Linked DNA regions of Mus musculus: region 2 is linked to region 1. The links are chromatin contacts, called in public promoter capture Hi-C maps. All regions are on one chromosome and are shown on one strand. Each heading gives the region's core, a stretch centred on a gene start, on an enhancer-like site or on the middle of the called end of the contact. The rest is flanking DNA. Distances are from core to core; before and after follow the strand shown. Region 1 holds the start of Nck2 (non-catalytic region of tyrosine kinase adaptor protein 2). Region 2 holds the start of Ercc5 (excision repair cross-complementing rodent repair deficiency, complementation group 5).

The links. Promoter capture Hi-C pulls out the DNA fragments that hold promoters and counts their contacts.
Region 2: a promoter capture Hi-C map of liver shows a contact between it and region 1, with 2.1 times the contacts expected there. The contact joins the promoter of Ercc5 here to the promoter of Nck2 in region 1. A contact is called at or near these places in 4 of 39 promoter capture datasets (HPC-7-derived erythroid cells, liver, pre-B cells and 1 more).

The regions. Positions count from the first base shown.
Region 1 is chr1:43,443,922-43,447,166 of GRCm38.p6, forward strand. Nck2 (non-catalytic region of tyrosine kinase adaptor protein 2) reads left to right here and starts at 1,830. Exons shown (of 5, transcript NM_010879.3): 1 at 1,830-2,106.
Region 2 is chr1:44,145,951-44,149,097 of GRCm38.p6, forward strand. Ercc5 (excision repair cross-complementing rodent repair deficiency, complementation group 5) reads left to right here and starts at 1,794. Exons shown (of 15, transcript NM_011729.2): 1 at 1,794-2,200. The coding sequence starts at 2,113.

The sequences.
Region 1 (3,245 bases), core at 580-3,079:
GAATGGGTGGGTAGGGGAGTGGCGGGGAGGGTATGGGGGACTTTTGGGATAGCATTGGAAATGTAATTGAGGAAAATACGTAATAAAAAAAATGTGGAAAAAAAACCTAAGACACCTCTCTCTCTCTCTCTCTCTCTCTCTCTCTCTCTCTCTCACACACACACACACACACACACACACACACACACACACACTGATCTATCATCTATGGATTTAATTGGGGGCTTGCTTACAATTCCAGTGGCTTGGTCCACTGTCATCACGGTGGGAAGCTTGGTAGCAGCCAGGCATGTTGCTAGGGAAGTAGCTGAGAGCTATACTCTGATCCACTGTGCAGCAAGCACACAGACACCCAGACACACAGGTGCTGGCTAAGTTCAAAGCTTACTCCCAGTGACTCATCTCCTCCAACAAGGACATACCCTCCTAATCTAAATAGTTTACTAACTGGCCTGCAAATATATGAGCCAAGGGGAGTCCTTCTTGTTCAAATCTCCCTGGAGATCTTATACAGAATCAGTGAGAGGAGTCTGAGGCCACTTTTCAAAGCAAAAGCTTAAAAACTGTGTCCATATCGTCTTACTTATTTAGCATAAACTAATTTTAAGTAGGGCTAAACTATTGGTTAGAGTTCTGCCTTCATTGTTGTAAAGCTAGATAGTAACAAAGATGAGGTCTGTAACAAAGAACGGATGAAGCTAGCATCTCCGACTGGAAGAGACTGTTGGGTGTGCTGATTTTGTACAGGATGCCTCCTAGTGCCCTCGTGTCAGGCTACGTGCCAGGTACTTAACATAGAAGGCAGGTAAACATCTCATGTGATAAAGCCGAGGAAGTTGTGAAACACCTGTGTAAGGTGACACAGTTCAGGAGCCTACGGTCAATGGCTGCGAGGACTATAGCCAAGCTTCCTCACGTTACTTATGCCTGGGAACTTCCTATAAGAAGGCAGGCAACTTTTCTTTCTTTCTTTTTCTTTTTTTGTTACGTAGGGTGAATTGTTTCTGCCTTAATAAGGAGGAAACAAGGGCTAGGGTTGAATCTCATTAACATAAATGTGAGTCGTCCGACCTGAAAGCGGAATTTATTTGAATATCAGGGGTTCCTTTGGGGTATAAGGAGCGAAGGAGCTTGGAGAAGAAACCTCTGGATCCAGTCCTTCTCTTCGATCCAGGGTTCTAGCTTTCCAAGTTTGCTTATAGGTTAGCTACTACTCAAGTCTGGGAGAGCAAGGTTTCCTTCTAAAGCTTTCTCAGCCTCCTGTACTAAAGAATTCCTGGGCTCTAATAAACTGGCCAGGACGCTGCGGAGGCAGCTGAGGTCGGGTTTCCTCTCCTCCCCCACTAGGAAGTGGTCCCGCCTGGAGGTTGGGGGTGGGGGGGATGGAGTAAAAAAGTGTCTGGATGGGAAAGTAAATAAATGCAAGGCAAATAAATAAAGAAAATGCCCACAAGCAATTACTGGGAGGAAGTGACATTTTTATGTAAGTCACTTTTCTGACAGACACCAGGCCTGTTTGGCTGAGAGTGCCGTGGGAATGCTTGGGGGGCGGGGTAGGGAGGTCGCTGTAAGGCTCCCGACGCACAGCCGGGTGCGGAGACCACCCGGTCTCGTGGGCTGCAAGTGGCACCTCCTTATCCCTAGCAGCCCCTCCCGGGTGCCCCCAGCTCCAATCTAGAGCGGGTTACGGCTTGAAGCCCCCAGGCGGCGCTTTCCCGAGGCCTGGCTGGGACTCCCAGGTGGGTCCCCCGCCCCGCGTGCGCCGGGCTGGGCCGGCCCCTGGGCGGCGTCACGGCAGCCAGGGAGGAGCGCGGGCGGGGAGCGCGCGGAGGCGGGCGCTGCGCGGGAGGGTCGCCGCCGCGGATCGCAGGCCGGTGCGCGCGGCCGAGCGGGCGGCGGCGGCGACGGTGGTGGTGAGGAGGGCTCGGCGGCAGGCAGGCTCGGGGCTCCCGGGCCGGCGGGGTCCGCCGGGTCCAATTGCGTCCGCTTGGTGGCGGGAGGAGGGAGCGGTGCAGACAAAGAGCGGCATCTGGGCGGGCGCAGCGCGGCCGCCGCCCCGGGACTCGCGCTGCTGCCCTCCGGCCTCGGCGTGCACTGTGCGGCGAGGTAAGGCGATGGCGGGGGCTGCAAACTTGGGCCGGTCCGTGGAGTTGGAAGAGAGGGGCGAGCGGGCCGCGGCCGCCCGGGGAGGGCCAGGGAGCGCGTACCCCTGCGTACCCGGCCGGTGCCCTCAGCCCCGCCGCGGCCTGGCGTCCCCGGGCACCCGCACCTCGGATACACACACCTTCCTGCGAGCCCTCGCCTCCCTCTGCCTGGGGCTGGCGTGGGGGTGGGGCGCCCTCCGCGGGCGGACTCCGGGGACCAAGGACCCAAAGCCCTCGGGAACACTAGCAGCCCTGGCCTGTGGGCGGGCGTGGGACCGAACAGTGGCCAGGTCGCCGGGCGCGCGTGCCTGGGAAGAATAGCCTGGGATCTGAGGGCCACAGCGCTAGGAAGCGGGAGGCTGCGATGGCCGGGGAGAACTTCCAGTATTTAGAACTATTCGTGATCCGGCACAAAGCTGCTGTCACGTTCCATAAAGGAGGTCCTTGCCTCGGCGCAGGGCGCTTTTGTGCCTGGTTCCTTCCAGTCCCTGCGCCCGGTCCCGCATTTCCAAGACTTAAACCTCCTCAACCAAAGTTTTTCCCGGTTGCTCTGCCCCCTCAGTTTATTTATTCAGGGCGATTTAAGCAAGTGGTTCTGCAAGAATTTGATGTGTGACTTTTAATGCCCCGGTGGCACCTCCCTTTTGAGCGCTGTTAGCTTGGCATTGTGTGGAGAGGTTTGATTTGCAAAACGCTGTTATTTATACACAACAGCGATCCTCCCGGAAGGTGTGCGCGGGTGGTGGTTAATGGATAGCAGAGGTGACTTACAGTAGTATTGTGAACAGCTTGGGGACACAGCTGGGTGCCAAGTGGAGTGGGCCCTGCCACCCTAACCCATTCAGGTTGGCCGCTTCCTCCTTATTTGGCTCTCCTTATTTTGCTAACAGGTTTAAGGCCAGTCTTGCCAAGTTTGCGTCTGTGTGTGGGATGAACAGGTCCGAGTTTGGGCTGGAGGTGCACAGGCCTGCTCCTTGGTTGACCCAAAAAGAAACAGCCCGTTGGCCAGTGGGCGTGGCTTGCTGGTATCCTCCCCTGGAGACTTCTCTGCTCCTCTCCCAATACAGGCTTTTCTGCAGAGATTTTGAGGAGGAATGAGAA
Region 2 (3,147 bases), core at 544-3,043, 700 kb after region 1:
TGCATTGGTGGAGCATCTTGCCTACGTTTATAGAGATTCTTAGTTTGCTAGAGCTTTCATAATAAAGTACTCAGGTTGCTTAAAAACAAGTTTGTTTTTGTTTCGTTTTTTTTTTCCCTCACAGTTACATAGACCAAGACAAGGTCTGGCACATTTGGTTTCTTATCTTTTGGACTTGAAGCTGGTCACCCTTTTTGTCCTCCCATGGCCTTTCCTGTATTTGTGGGCATACTTTATGATGTTCCCACTCCTTCTTATTAGTATAACCGTTATACTGGATTAGAGGCCACCCTGATAGTCTCTCTGTATATCAATGGTGAGGTAGAAATCACATCCATGGACTTAGACGTATCTTCATGTTTGTGATCTATTACTGACCATGACTCTGTCAGACACAGAAATGGTTTTGTTAAGTTCTGGTTCATGTGCCCTTAGGTGCCTAATGGCCTTATTGTTTTGACAATCATTTTCTAAAAATCACTTTGAATACAGGCACATTGTGCAGTACTTATATTCAACACGTGAATTTTGAATTCTACATGGATACTGACCTGAATACATAGTAATTCCGCGGTCCAGCCAAGATCTGAACTATCATCTGCATGACCTCTACTCCAAATATTTTCCACAGGATGCAAAATGTCCTGGGGAGCATCAGACCTGAGACTTGAGAGGTCACTTAAGCAACATTGACGAACTCCCGCTATGCACTACTAAGGAAGGGGTGTAACACTCATCAAGATTGATACCAGTTTCAACATGTTTACAGTCTACTGCTGGAAGTGATAAAAATTAAACAGGCAATTAAATTGCCTTCAGTAAAATACGACTTTACTAAAATGCAAAAGTCCGTAATTTTACACATTGAGGGAATGCTAAACTGTAAACCACCTGTTTGGACATAGATACGTTTTTGCTAAAATTTGACTTCTGATAGACTTCAGCTGTAAATGAATTTTTTTCCCCAGAAATTATCTACTTCTATCCCTTCCTTTTTTTTTTTTTTCTTAGACAAGGCCATGTGAGTCTTGAGCTTGTGATATTCCTGCCCATCTCCCAGATATTTGTGCCACCATGTCGGGCTATCTATTGTTTCTTATCAATCTTTTTACTGGGTTTGAATAATTACAATACCGTCCATCAAAATTGAGCCATTGTATGCTAAGTGCTTTGCCCATATTCACTCTGCTCGGTAAAAGATTGTTCTTTTGTACTGCTTACAGATGACGGAGAAGAAATTCTGAAGAAACGTAATCTCCACAGAGCTAACTCTATAGTAAGGCCTCAAAGGGCTGCATTCGATTTAGAATGTGCATATCGTGTCTTTTCCTGGCTCTACTCTGCCCCAAGTCATTTTTCCCAATTGTGGAACTCAAAGTTTCAGATGCTGGAGGAAATTCAAAGTTAAGCACTGCGTTGTACTGCCATCCAGTTACTGCACGTTGTGAAAATATTTGCCTTCACCAAAGTCAAGATGCTCATCTTTCCGTTCTTTTCTTGTCGAACCCAATACTTGGCGCCAAATCGGCAAAGCTGGGGAGGCAATGGGGAGACTGATACTGAAAATGCACAAAGGAGACCTCACTCCATTAAGAAAGCCAATATGTGCAAACACTTTTTGCGCCTAACAGTCAGCCGAACAGAGGCACAGATTCAAAACCGAATCGCCACACACACTGACTTCGGGAGTGCTCGGGCGTGGGATTTACGTGTCAAGTGTCAACGCGGGAATCCCAACCCTCGCGTTCACTTGGAAGCCAAGAGGTTTCATCGTTTGGTCAGCGGGAGAAATCACTCGCGACCGGAGGAAGGCTCGGCGCTGGCGTCACCGGTGCTGCTTCTCAGTACTTTTAGGCGTGCCAGTACTGGGGCTGAAACCTTTCTGCTCCTCCCACCACATTTAAATTCCGCTGTTCTTTCGGGAGACCGGGTCCGCTCCGGAAGTGCGTCAGCGCCGTGTTCCTCCTTCAAGCCCTGGTGACAGCGGGTTCCAGGCGGAGAGCGGTGGGCTCTGCGTGAGTTGGTGGCGCTGCGTGCTGGTGCGGGGCGCGTCCTTTATCCTAACGGGAAACAAAGGCCCCGCGAGCCCGGCCGAGAGAGAGCGCCTGCGCCATGGGAGTGCAGGGGCTGTGGAAGCTGCTGGAGTGCTCGGGCCACCGGGTCAGCCCGGAGGCGCTGGAGGGCAAGGTGCTGGCCGTGGGTATCCTTCAAGGCGGCTCCGGAGCGCCGGATGAGCGCCTGCTCGGCGACTGGGCTTCGTCCGGGACTTGGTGCTGGGGGTCGATTGGGTGTCTGTCTATCTAGAGTGCAGGCCTGCGCTCCTTAGGCCGGCCCATTTTGTGCCCCCTATGCTTTAGTTCTCACAGCAGAGTGGCTACAGAGTTGTCGCGGAGAATAAGGAGATTTAAATGATAAAATTTGGTATAGCGTCAGGCTCCGTAGTACTGTACATCTGAGAAGTCATTCTGTCAGAGTAGAGGGGGGGAAAAAAAAGAAGAGTTCCGAACCCTCCCACCCTCCTTTTTGAATAGTTACCTCTTGTTTGTTGGAATAAAAAAAGTTCATACGGTGTATAGTGAATTAGTTTCCTCCAGCTTCTGTGATGGGTGTGTGCATTTTAGTTTTGTGTCATTGGAGTTTTGTTTTTCTCCCACTTTGAAAATGTGATACCAATTTTGAAGTTTTGTTTACGTTTATCTGTTCCACGGCCCGTTTCACAGTGCCTCTTTTATCTTAGAAGGTACTTTTACATAGTTTTCTTAATGAAAACTAGAAATTCCTGTAAATAGTTGCTGAATGTGCGTACATGCCTGGACGTGTGTCCGTAGGTGGTGGCATGCCATGCCATTCTGTAAACTATGTCAGTTCTTCACGATGTGCCCAGCTTATAATTAATGGAGAACTTGCAGTTTTGAAAAATCACATTTTATGCCAAATACATCAATGACAAAAATTAAAAATTTGTCTTACAAGTCTTTGCACAGGGTACCATAAACCCTAGTGGTTTCTCGGCGTCACTGCTGTTTAAGGATTTCTTCATTATTTATGATGGAAGAACAATTTTTAGTGAGGGGGTTCTTAAATTCTCATCAAAGGGTTTTAGTAGTGGTAGAGCACTTTCTTAGTATGTATGATAAACCAGAGTTC